Regions from separate parts of the Mus musculus genome. Here region 1 is linked to region 2. Evidence: chromatin contacts called from public HiChIP or PLAC-seq data. All regions are on one chromosome and are shown on one strand. The core of a region is the stretch at or near the end of the contact, and the rest is flanking DNA. Distances in the headings are between cores, read along the strand shown.

The links. HiChIP or PLAC-seq counts read pairs in DNA pulled down with a chosen protein or histone mark.
Region 1: a contact with region 2 is called in an H3K27ac HiChIP or PLAC-seq map of embryonic stem cells, with 21 read pairs. The contact joins two enhancer-like sites. A contact is called at or near these places in 1 of 484 Hi-C or Micro-C datasets (embryonic stem cells), 2 of 115 datasets of contacts at active chromatin or transcription factors (both in embryonic stem cells) and 4 of 9 other capture datasets (adipose tissue, liver, macrophages and 1 more).

Annotation. Positions count from the first base shown.
Region 1 is chr13:67,840,705-67,847,153 of GRCm38.p6, forward strand. It overlaps Gm10037 (predicted gene 10037), which reads left to right. Exons shown (of 4, transcript NM_001309374.1): 4 at 2,292-2,588. The coding sequence ends at 2,366. Among named protein-coding and RNA genes, the nearest start is that of Gm10037, 13 kb to the left of the region's middle. Within about 2 kb of position 3,402, at least 66 of the 459 cell types and tissues checked have an H3K27ac peak or open chromatin away from gene starts, as enhancers often do. A contact at or near this core is called in embryonic stem cells, where this site is marked.
Region 2 is chr13:67,651,074-67,657,753 of GRCm38.p6, forward strand. No RefSeq gene overlaps it. Among named protein-coding and RNA genes, the nearest start is that of Zfp729a, 17 kb to the left of the region's middle. Within about 2 kb of position 1,913, at least 6 of the 459 cell types and tissues checked have an H3K27ac peak or open chromatin away from gene starts, as enhancers often do. A contact at or near this core is called in embryonic stem cells, where this site is marked.

The DNA.
Region 1 (6,449 bases), core at 2,152-4,651, 190 kb after region 2:
AAGTTGCTCAGGGGCAGATGTGGGAGCTGCTGAAGTTGCTCAGGGGCAGATGTGGGAGCTGCTGAAGTTGCTCAGGGGCAGATGTGGGAGCTGCTGAAGTTGCTCAGGGGCAGATGTGGGAGCATGCTGAAGTTGCTCAGGGGCAGATGTGGGAGCTGCTGAAGTTGCTCAGGGGCAGATGTGGGAGCTGCTGAAGTTGCTCAGGGGCAGATGTGGGAGCTGCTGAAGTTGCTCAGGGGCAGATGTGGGAGCTGCTGAAGTTGCTCAGGGGCAGATGTGGGAGCTGCTGAAGTTGCTCAGGGGCAGATGTGGGAGCTGCTGAAGTTGCTCAGGGGCAGATGTGGGAGCATGCTGAAGTTGCTCAGGGGCAGATGTGGGAGCTGCTGAAGTTGCTCAGGGGCAGATGTGGGAGCATGCTGAAGTTGCTCAGGGGCAGATGTGGGAGCATGCTGAAGTTGCTCAGGGGCAGATGTGGGAGCTGCTGAAGTTGCTCAGGGGCAGATGTGGGAGCTGCTGAAGTTGCTCAGGGGCAGATGTGGGAGCTGCTGAAGTTGCTCAGGGGCAGATGTGGGAGCTGCTGAAGTTGCTCAGGGGCAGATGTGGGAGCTGCTGAAGTTGCTCAGGGGCAGATGTGGGAGCATGCTGAAGTTGCTCAGGGGCAGATGTGGGAGCTGCTGAAGTTGCTCAGGGGCAGATGTGGGAGCATGCTGAAGTTGCTCAGGGGCAGATGTGGGAGCTGCTGAAGTTGCTCAGGGGCAGATGTGGGAGCATGCTGAAGTTGCTCAGGGGCAGATGTGGGAGCATGCTGAAGTTGCTCAGGGGCAGTAGTGGGAGCATGCTGAAGTTGCTCAGGGGCAGTAGTGGGAGCATGCTGAAGTTGCTCAGGGGCAGATGTGGGAGCTGCTGAAGTTGCTCAGGGGCAGATGTGGGAGCTGCTGAAGTTGCTCAGGGGCAGATGTGGGAGGTGCTGAAGTTGCTCAGGGGCAGATGTGGGAGCTGCTGAAGTTGCTCAGGGGCAGATGTGGGAGCTGCTGAAGTTGCTCAGGGGCAGATGTGGGAGCTGCTGAAGTTGCTCAGGGGCAGATGTGGGAGCTGCTGAAGTTGCTCAGGGGCAGATGTGGGAGCTGCTGAAGTTGCTCAGGGGCAGATGTGGGAGCTGCTGAAGTTGCTCAGGGGCAGATGTGGGAGCTGCTGAAGTTGCTCAGGGGCAGATGTGGGAGCTGCTGAAGTTGCTCAGGGGCAGATGTGGGAGCTGCTGAAGTTGCTCAGGGGCAGATGTGGGAGCTGCTGAAGTTGCTCAGGGGCAGATGTGGGAGCTGCTGAAGTTGCTCAGGGGCAGATGTGGGAGCTGCTGAAGTTGCTCAGGGGCAGATGTGGGAGGATGCTGAAGTTGCTCAGGGGCAGTAGTGGGAGCATGCTGAAGTTGCTCAGGGGCAGATGTGGGAGCATGCTGAAGTTGCTCAGGGGCAGTAGTGGGAGCATGCTGAAGTTGCTCAGGGGCAGATGTGGGAGCTGCTGAAGTTGCTCAGGGGCAGATGTGGGAGCTGCTGAAGTTGCTCAGGGGCAGATGTGGGAGCTGCTGAAGTTGCTCAGGGGCAGATGTGGGAGCTGCTGAAGTTGCTCAGGGGCAGATGTGGGAGCTGCTGAAGTTGCTCAGGGGCAGATGTGGGAGCTGCTGAAGTTGCTCAGGGGCAGATGTGGGAGCTGCTGAAGTTGCTCAGGGGCAGATGTGGGAGCTGCTGAAGTTGCTCAGGGGCAGATGTGGGAGCTGCTGAAGTTGCTCAGGGGCAGATGTGGGAGCTGCTGAAGTTGCTCAGGGGCAGATGTGGGAGCTGCTGAAGTTGCTCAGGGGCAGATGTGGGAGCTGCTGAAGTTGCTCAGGGGCAGATGTGGGAGCTGCTGAAGTTGCTCAGGGGCAGATGTGGGAGCTGCTGAAGTTGCTCAGGGGCAGATGTGGGAGCTGCTGAAGTTGCTCAGGTGCAGAGAACTCCTGGAACAGACAGAGCAGATGGGAGGATGAATTTCGGTCCTTGGATTTTTAACTTGCAGGAGCAAGGCTTTTGACATCAAAAGGTTAGCTTTAAGAGGATTTAGCCCATGAATCACACCAATTTAGATTTTATCGATGGAATGTCTTTGACTATTTGTATAATTTTTAATATCTTGATTGGATTTCCTTAGCACTGATGACACACCACCACCCTAATTTGATGTGGAAAAGGTAATAGAATAAGAGGTATTTTTTTTTCTGACTTGGAGCAAAGTAATCTTGAAATTATCTTAACTAATAGGTTCTTCAGACTCCTTGCAGGGAATTGTGGGGAAGGAATCCGCAGTGTCACTACAGCCAGAACTGGAATGCCTGATGGTATACAGAGAAGCAAAACTGGCCTGGACACAGTCTCATAACTGTGTGGTTAGAGCTGTTGTATCAACTCTACTGTGCCCAAGAAAGAAGTCCAGGTGCTAAAGACCTTGCCAACTGTGGGCTTTGCTTTATCTCCAGCTAGCTGAGTGAACAAGAGGTGAGATTACAGTGGGCTGCCAGTAGGAAGGAGTGAGCATTAAACTCTGTGGTATTGCTTCGGAGTCTGACTCACAGTCTCTGACCATTTCATAAATTCCTCTGCACAAGAAAGCAGAGGTAACTTTTCTGATGTGTGCCAGGTCACCTTCTCTCTCCCTGTTTTGGGATCTGCTGCCTGTACAGAGCACTACAGTCTATGGAAATTAAAGTAAGGTAAGACCTCAGGTGACACCTGGCATTAGGAATGAGAAGGTGTTGCACTGCTGGCCTAAAATAAGTTTGCATCCTTTTGTATTGTTCTATTTCCTTTAACCACAGGCACAAGAAAGGATTACATTTTGAGCTGGGAGAATCACTGTGGGATTTGGTAATAAAGGGACCTGCTTCTTTGCATTTCATGGAGGTGTTTTGAGAAGAATTTTTGCTGTGACTTTACCACCTGTGATCTAGGAGCCCTGTCGGGAGCCAGTTACCTGCTTCTCTAGCAGAGTAAAACCTTGCCTGCTAGGCCGGGTCAAAACAGAACAGAGTTTGTGGCCTGGCAGAATGTTCTGCAGAGTGGAAGATTTCCTGGCCTACTGATGCATGGAACGATAAGAGGAGATGCACTTGAGGCTCAAGGTGAGGGACTGGACTTCCGATTAACCTTTGTAGAAGGAGCAGGAAGGCTCCCAGAGGATATCTGGATGGGAACAGATATCCTATGGATATGTCAGCCATTGTGTCTGCGAGCTTGTGGTTTTGCTTCCCACGGCACTGTGGGGTATAAAACAGGCTAAACTCATTAAACACGCTGCTGCTGTACTCACTGGACAGTCTTCCCTATCTGTCTCTTGTCTCTTCTTTCCGTCTTTCCTGCAATCATCCTCACTCCTCCCTCAGGGACTGTTTGACAGGAGCAGGCAGTGGCTCCAGCAGAGCCCCACCTAGGAGGAGGGCAGTGATTCCCTACTAGTGTGGTGGCAATCAGTACACAAGTGTGGGACTGAATTTGCTCCCTCGGGAGGTAGATCACTTCCGTAAATTGCCACCGATTTTCCCCCTTGTTCAGATTCTCTTGGTCCTTTTACCAGTAGTTCTGCATTTTCAGTTCCTTGGCTTTAAAAATGAGTCAGTACGTGACAATGTCTCCACCTGCTGGTAATGATGGTTACAACACCATAGCCACACTCCCCCCCCCCCCCCCCCAAACCCTGTTAAGTCAGTAATATTTTCTAAGAAGCGTCAGAGCTTCAGTAATGTCAAGTAGCGTTGAATTCAAGTTTCCCTGCGGGACCCACTACAGATGCGACACTTTGCTTCAGCGAATACTATGCGGGTCTGCTCTGGGCGACTGGGAAGCTCCAGGTTGCTGTCGTTCTACCCTACCCGCCCCCCCCCCCCCGCCCGCCCGCCCCCCTCCCCCCACCACCGCCACCTTGAGCAGGGTGGCTTAGACCTTGTTTGCCTCACTCCCTAGTTCACCTAGGGTGGAGTCTTCTGACCTTTGTCAAGTCTTTTGTCTGCAAGAAGCTACCTGCTGAGCAGCTGAGCTTGTTTTCCTGACAGATCCTGACAAAGCGACTCAACGAGATCCTGGCATAGTGGGGGATGGGTTCTCTCCCCTTTAAAAATCAGACCCTAGAATTAAAGTTGAGCCTTGATCAGAGAATTTTGTCTTGACCTGTTATTTCTCTCGCCGCCTTTCCCATCCAATCCAGCTTTCCTTTCAGGAGCTTAGTAACCTGTGGCCGCTGGCGGCTAGAGTTGCACAGTACTCGGAACTCAGAGGTGCCCCTCTCAGAAAGATACCATGGGGTCCCCAGACTTCTAGAGACGGTGGTGTGGGCCCCTAGCCCCCACGGTTTAGTGAAAGTGACCTTTTTACATTATGCATGTTTTCTTTGAAATGAGCATTGCCTCTCATCACTCCCCAGAGGGCAAATTCTTCACCCAATGCCTCCGGGTAACCTAAAGGGGATGATTCGATGGCTAAAGAAACATTGTTTCTAAAAATAATTATCTCCTTTTGTTTTTTCAACTTAATTTTATTTTTTTAATTCAGCTATGTGCCTTGCCATGGTTTTTGAAGTTTGACTCATCCCACTTACTGTGACCAGTCGTACTAGGATACTCTAAAGATGCTTTACTGCTTGTCCTTTTGCTTTATTGGGGATGAACTCAAGTCTTCAAGAATGTTAGGCAAGCCCGTTTCCACTAGGCCACACTTGCATCCCTGTCAGAAGAGTCAGAAGATTCTGATAGATGTATTTCGATTATCTTGGAAACTTCAGTTCTACCTGGTTGCTCCCTTATCTTCACTCTGCCATTTTACAGCTTTGAGTTCTTTCCCAGGGCCATAAGAATACTGTGTCCCCTGGGGGCTGAAGAGATGGCTCAGTGGTTAAGAGCATTGTCTGCTCTTCCGAAGGTCCTGAGTTCAATTCCCAGCAACCACATGATGGCTCACAACCATCTGTAATGAGATCTGGCGCCCTCTTCTGGTGTGTCTGAAGGCAGCTACAGGGTACTTACATATAATAAATAAATAAATAAATAAATAAATCTTTAAAAAAGAGAGAAAGAAAGAATACTGTGTCCCTGACTTCTCCTCAGCCATACTCAGTACTGTCAAACATAAGAAAGGACACAAAGTCCCATTTTCTGTGCAGTATCTTTGGAGATATGTATATGGCTCTGTGGACCACTCGAGTATCTCCTGTTCGGCTCGAAAGGGGAAAAAAATCACGTTACTAGGAAAAGGGGCTGAACAGGATATGGGAAGAGGGTCTTTCCTCATGTGTGATGGAGCACATTCCATCAATGTGCTCACTGATTAAGATATTGGCTGCCCAGGAGGTGCACATCTGTACTGCTAGTACTTGGGTGATGGAAGCAGGAGGGTCAAGGGGTTAAAACCAGTCCTGAGCAACACAACAAGTCACTGAGTTAGAACCAGGCTTCAGATGTATAAGACACCATGTCAAAAAAAAAAAAAAAAAAAAAAAAAAAAAGACAGAACAACACAGTTTAGAATTTGGGGAAACAGAAACTCAGCGTTTCTGGGCTCATCTCTGAAGAAGCATTATTTTATGATAGCTGTCCATCTTGATTTCAAATAGCTCTTTGTCCCTGACCCAAGCTCCAGGAAGAAAGGTTCTCAGGAATCCCACCTGAGCAACTCTAACCCAGAAATATGCAGCTGTGACCATCAACTTGTGATATGATATTACTATTTTTTTTTTGGCTTTGGTAACTTGCTCATACAGATGTTTAAAAATTATTCTGAAGTTGTTTTGACTGCCTAATCTTGAGCAGAACAGCTCTTTGCTTGCTTATGCAGACATTCAAGATCTTGTGCAGATATTCAAGGTCTTCTTGCATCTTTTGCCTATAAAACACTTCCCACGTCTGCATCTTCCATCAGACAATAGTATTCAAAAACAACCATCCAGATGATAGGAGGAAAAATATATTGGGTTCTTTGCCAAGCTCATGGGTGGGGGAAGCCTCAATCTGGTCAGCCTTTGAAAGGCTCTAACATAGTCTGGTGAGGGAATTAAATTGAAACTGCTGTTTCAAAGCAACCTGATAATGGTGCTGTATATATGCGGTATCTCCATAAAAATTTCTGCAAAATGAATGAGCTTGCCTTTGTCTTCAAAATTGGTTTGTTTTAATACTAATAACTTATGTTTCTTAGGTTTGAGGAGGTAGGCTAAATAAATTGGGCAAAGAAATGCATGCACCACAAAAAAATTACATTATACTCTGTAATATCTTCCGTGAGCTTTTTTTTAAAGTTACACATAACTCATTTCTTGTAATTTTATTTTATTGTTCTATTCCTATGACTGTGTGCTTGAAATAAAATTGTCTCTGCAGAAAAAAATTACGCTTTTTCTCCTTTGCTTAGCTTTTCTATGAGATTAAAAAAATCTTT
Region 2 (6,680 bases), core at 663-3,162:
TGCAAACACAGTAAAACATATTTAATAAAGCTATTTGTGCTAAGCTTTCCAACATGCTGAGCTTGGTTGTATTTGGAAGTCTTCTTTTTTTTTTTTTTTTTTTTATGGTTTTTCCGAGACAGAGTTTCTCTGTGTAGCCCTGGCTGTCCTGGAACTCACTTTGTAGACCCGGCTGGCCTCGAACTCAGAAATCTGCCTGCCTCTGCCTCCTGAGTGCGGGGATTAAAGGCGTGCGCCACCACACCTGGCTGTATTTGGAAGGCTTAAGACTAAGTATTTTTGAATTCAAAATTCTGAAAAATGTGTATTTAAGTCTCATATGGAATCAGCAATTTGATTGTCCTGAGCAGTTCATAGTCCAAAGCTGATTTTTGGGAGGTGTTTGTCAGCTTAGTAGCAATCATGCTTAGGTAGAACACAGTATTCAACCCAAAGTTGTCCATAGTTTGTGCAGAACTTGGCGCCAGAATCTTCAAAAATATTTTCTCAATGGTAGTTAACTGGCTAGTTTTGTGTCAACTTGACTCAGCTGGAGTTATCACAGAAAGGAGCTTCAGTTAAGGAAATGCCTCCATAAGATCCAATGGTAAGGCATTTTCTCAATTAGTGATCAAGGGGGAAAGGCCCCTTGTAGGTGGGACCATCTCTGGGCTGGTAGTCTTGGGTTCTATAAGAGAGCAGGCTATGCAAGCCAGGGGAAGCAAGCCAGTAAAGAACATCCCTCCATGGCCTCTGCATCAGCTCCTGCTTCCTGACCTGCTTGATTTCCAGTCCTGAATTTCTTAGTGATGAACAGTATGGAAGTGTAAGCCGTATGGAAGTGTAAGCCATATGGAAGTGTAAGCCATATGGAAGTGTAAGCCCTTCCTCCCCAACTTGCTTCTTGATTATGATGTTTTGTCCAGGAATAGAAACCCTAAGACAAATTGGTACCAGCATAGTGGGTTATTCCTGTGACAACCTGACCATGTTTTGGGGAGGACTGTGGAAGGACTTTGGAACATTGGGCTATGTCACAGACCCTGTGGGTCCCTTTGTCTGCGTGGAACGGGTCTCTGGGGCAGGTGGGCAAAGCATTGGCAGGTGACAGACAGACTAACAGGTGAGATTGTGTAGAATCTGAATGTATTGTCACAAAGTGAACACCAATCTTATATAGTACAGAAAATACAAAGGGTAGCAGGCAAAGTACATTGAAATTACCTGATACAAAACAAAGGAATGACTTCAAAAGGATTTATAGGAACCAGGTAGAAGGTTACAGTAAAGATAAAGCAGTCCTGCTTAGGGGCAGCTTAGTGACAGGTAAGGATTTCACACTCTAGTGCTATACATTTGAACCTTATGAAGGCTAGCACCAGGGGGTTCTGCTCTTGGCAGACCTCATGAATAATGCAATATCACAACCCCCCTATCTCCTAGACCTTGATAAATTCCTATATGAGTGTAAATTTTAAGTAACTGGAGAATCTCCATTTGTCAGAAGAATTCACTGACTTGCTTCTAATATGTAATGTAGCCTGCACTGAAGATTTCTATCTCAGTGGGATTCCCTGGCTCTTTCGTGGTATTCCTTGTTTGCATGCAATTTGTTACTGTCCTTAGTAAACACCTTGTAGACTAGCTCTGAGCCACTGGCTCCGTCTTTTGTAATGCTTAATTAGTTACTGAATAGGTTAACTTCCTTACTGCATTCTTACAGGATTCTAAGCTCTGCTTCTGGGAGCTTGGAACACTGGGGAGACTTAACTATCTCAGAATTTAATCTTAAAAAGCTTTTATAATAAAATAATACTAAAAGAGAGTTCGTAGTTCCATACACCAGACTAACTCGGGAATAGGGTATGAGTATATGGGTAAATGAGAATGCCAAAGCTCCAAGACGTGAGTTTCCTTGAAACTCTTTTCCTCGTGAGTGGCTCCAAGGCTTTTCAGCAGATTTGACCAGTGTGCTTGGCAGGACTAGAAGATCCACTCTGTGTTAAGAGCTCTGTCAGATGATGTGTAGGAGCTTGGAAGATAAGGTTGAGAACTGTGCAGAAGATGGAGGCCTGGCTTGTGAAATTTCAGAGGGAAAATTAAGGACTCTTTTTCAGGGCCATTGCTATTTTGGAGTTTGATTATTCTGTGGTTCTGGTTAGCTGGGGCTGAAGAATCAGCTGTGATTAACAAGATACCAGAACTACTAAAGCAAAAACTTTGCATTACTGGGACTATTGATGCTGGTTAGCTGGAGCTAAGAAATTAGTGGTGATTAAGAAGAGACCAGCATCATTGAGGTGATATCTTCTGGGAGTGTTTTTCTGAAAGCACAAAGAGGCTGTGTTCCAGAAATAGCCAAGGTGGTACTCCTGCAGCAGCAGGACTTGGTAAGGTGTAAGGGTGACCCATATGGTACTGGTTTTGAAGTCATGAAGGGGTCACGCAGAGCAGCTGAGGCTCGGCACTGTGAGAGGCCATGGAAGGCCATTGGTGAAGGTGCAGCCTCAGTTGCAATTGTTGGCCCACCACTGAAGGGGTCATGCAGTGTTTTGGAGATGCCAGTACCATGAGATGACCACCAAGAACAGCAGCAGTGGAGTACAGGCATCTGGAGCCTAGAGGACAACGTGTGCTACAAAGGGCATGGCTGGAGAAGTGACCCAAGCCCTTGGAGGATCCCAGACATTGGATGGTTGGAGATTGATTTTTGCTTTTGATTGTGACTGTGCCCTGTTATTTTCAGTCTTGAAGGAAGAAACTATTTTAGTGAAGCCCACAGTTAAAAGACTTTTAATTGTAAAAAGACTTTGGATTTTAAAAGAGATGGATATTTTAAAGAGATTGAAATTTTAAGAATATATAAAGACTGTGGGACATTGAAAGTTATTTAGACATTGGGGATGAATAAGAATGTAAGGGTTGAGGCTTACTAGTGATGTGTTTGTGTGTCAAGTTGACAAGGGGTCAATTGTACTAGCTGGTTTTGTGAGTCAACTTGACACAGCTGGAGTTATCACAGAAAAAGAAGCTTCAGTTGAGGAAATGCCTTCATGAGATCCAACTGTAAGGCATTTTCTCAATTAGTGATCAAGGGGGAAAGGCTTCTTGTGGGTGGGACCATCTCTGGGCTGGTAGTCTTGGGTTCTGTAAGAGAGCAGGCTGAGCAAGCCAGGGGAAGCAAGCCAGTAAAGAATATCCCTCCATGGACTCTGCATCAGCTCCTGCTCCCTGACCTGCTTGAGTTCCAGTCCTGACTTCTTTCAGTGATGAACAGCAATGTGGAAATGTAAGTTGAATAAACCCTTTCCTCCCCAACTGCTTCTTGGTCATGATGTTTGTGCAGGAATAGAAACCCTGACTAAGACAGTGTTACCACAGTCCAGCTGGATTCTGCATTGCAGGGCCCCATTATCTTCTTGGAGACCTAACAGGTTAGTGTTAGGAATAGTCTCAGTTTACTGTAAAAAAACTTACACATGTAACCATCATATTAAGCAATTCCCTGAAACACTTGAAGACCACAATATGATAAGTACATGTGAGGTACATAAATTTTGTTCCTAGTCGCCTGCTTCAGACTCAAACATGAAAACACATACATGAATCTAGGTGAAGCTTATGACTAGAATTTGCTAGTACTCTATGTTACAAGAATTATTAACCCCTATAAACCAGTGTAAAAACACAAAATCCAGCTATTATATTTATAAACTATAAGACTAGATTGAACAGCTCTATCACTATGCTAACTTTTTCCCCAGCTATAAGACCCTTGCTACTTGCAGTTTCTCCTTGTTATACATGGTTCTGCTCTATTTCTCTTCCTCCTTTTCCTCCCCCTCCTACTCTTCTTACTCCTCTGTCCTCTCTTCTTTTTTTCTCCTCCTTCCTTCCCCAGATCTTCAAGGCCTCTTGTCCCTCCTTTTCCTTCCACTGCCCAGTCATAGGCTCTAGCCTTTATTTGACCAGTTAAGAATGGGCAAATGATTCGCATGACATCACCTGAGTATGTGATCAACTGCTTGTCAAAGGGTAGCTCCTCTTGAGGAAGCAGAATTAACACCAGAATACAAACAGAATCCAGGCAACCCACAACACTTCCCCCTTTTTGTCCAATAAGAAAGGCTCTCCCTCAGATATACATTGAACACTACTATAACAATTATGCAAATTATAAACTATGATACACACTTACCGTCCATTCCATGATATTTGTCAATGTAGATAAAGTAATCTACCATCTATCCTCCCTTAAAAAGTTTACAATTCTGTGCCTGAATTATGTTTTATTTAACTTGTATTCCCATCTGACATCCATCCTTATAAATCTAGATCATCTTCCTTAATGCTAAACAACTTAAGTTTGATTATGAGATTATGACTAGTCTTCAATTCCATCAGAGATCTGAGAATAAATTATATACTACCTGAATCTGTAGGAAGCACAAAGACATAGCTTATAAAGCTATACTTTGTGGAGTCAGCTGACTGCCTGGACAGTCCCTTAATTTCTTATAACATTGGAGCATCTGTCTTCAGACTTCTGGCCCAGAACCATCTAACAGTCCTTAAGTGAAGCAGGAATTATGGAGGACTAGCTTATGCTGTCTTGGCAAAGCTTATTAGTCAACTATCCCACATCTGTTTGTCCTTTTTGGACAGTATTTTTGTCTGCATATGGATTAGAGCAATTTTTGTAAAGTGGCTACTTTGTCATGATTGAAGCAACTCAGCCCGGAGGTAATGCTGCTCAATATCTTCCTGGAAGTGGAATGGGAACACTGTCAGGAGCACACCTGTTTCGTAGTCAAATGAAATAATATTAAATGACATATTCTATGGATCTCTGATGCTGATACTTTTGAAGACGATCTAAATATGTAGCAGAACTGAATTGGTGAACATTCATTATGCTTAGCTATTCATTATTTGAATAATCTTGAAAACACTTATTGTAATTAATTAAATTAGAATCGGATATGGCCATGAGTTTTACTATCTGACTATTAACTTACATTACTTAATCATCTTAAACAGTTTGTAATGGCAGTGATTGCAAGGACTGGGTGTAAGCCTTTGTGTTTTGTTTTTTTTTAAAGATTTTATTTATTTAATTTATATGATGAGTATACTGTAGCTATCTTTAGACACACCAGAAGAGGACATCAGATCCTGTTACTGATGGTTGTAAGCCACCATGTAGTTGCTGGGTATTGAACTCAGGACCTTTGGAAGAACAACAGTCAATGCTCTTAACTACTGAGCCATCCCTCTAGCCCCCAAGCCTTTGTATTCTTATTTGAGTTGCATAGGCACAATACCTATCTAAGAGTAACAATATCAATTTTAAATTTTGTATCAATATACAAAAATTTATCCTAATGAAATCCTTAAACCTGTGTCAATATATAAATTCTGTACCAATGTAAGAAATGAAAACTTCAATTTGGCATCAAATATAAAGGTTTCTACCAATGTAAGATTATGGCTATACAATGATTTAAGAGTAAATTTAATATCCTGTGTCTATTTGTCTTTTCCCCCTTTTTTCTTTCCATCCCCCTCTCCTTTACTCAAGAAGGAAGGGTAGAGAAGAGGAAAGGAAAAAGAAATCCCCGAGTCTAAACTCTCTTTCTTCCCTGTCCAAAAGTTACAATACTTGCAGGTTATCCCTTGAAATGACAGCATAATTATAATTTATAAAATATCAGAACCATCCACCAGAACCTAAGGGGTTGGGATGAAGATCTTCTTTTGCTTCCTTCTAGCTGAATCAGGGTGAATTCCCTTCTGGGGGCCCAAAGGAAAATAGGAAAATTGGCTTTGTCAAAGGAGGGCTCTCATTTGCTTTCCAGTCTCTTTGTGCTGAGAAAGTTCATGCCTTATCTAAAGTCCTGACTGTAACAGTCTGAAAGGCTGAATGGGTGGTCTAGCTGTTCTGGAAATATCCTGGAAGCAAGTCTTTAGAGGAAACCATCTCAATGTATTTGAGTACATCAAGCAAGAAGCTGAATGTCTTTCAGCAGCTGTAGTTTTTTTCCAATTATAGCATTAAAAAAAAATAAGGTTAATAAAGCACTATGTAATCTATCTCTGGGGTGGGTCTTTGTTGCTCACTTTTGCCTATTAAACTCAGCTCTAGCACATATCTTTAATCCAAGAGCTCAATTAGGTCAACTCCAGATAAGGGGCAGAGGAAACAACCAGCAGGCAGAGAGGGAACGTTGAGTAAACAGAAAAAGTACCATTGAGGAGAAGACTATTTAAGGCAGCATGGAGAAGGGGAAAGAGCCTTTTCCCTCTGGAACATTGGTGGAGTAGGAAGGTGAGCTGGCTGTTTTCTCTTCCTCTTTGGGATAGCAGGCTTTCACCACAGCTTAAGGCTCCTATGTCTTAGTTATTAAAATTGAACTGCTGCTATTTTTTGTTTTTAAAACAACATTTTGGTCCTCTAACTTGTGGCAAGATCCCACCCACAGATGGAGAGATCACTCCAGCTAGACAGAGAAGCTAACAGATTTTGAAAATCATCTGGGATGTCCTCAAAGAGAAAGTTAAGGATGGGAGCTACCACAGTAGAACAGTTGACAACCTTGCACAGTGCTCCTTTGGATCACTTGAGCAAATGAAGCAAATGAAGAGCTAATTGACTTACCTGAGATTGGCTCAATATAGATTATAATTATTATCATTTTGGT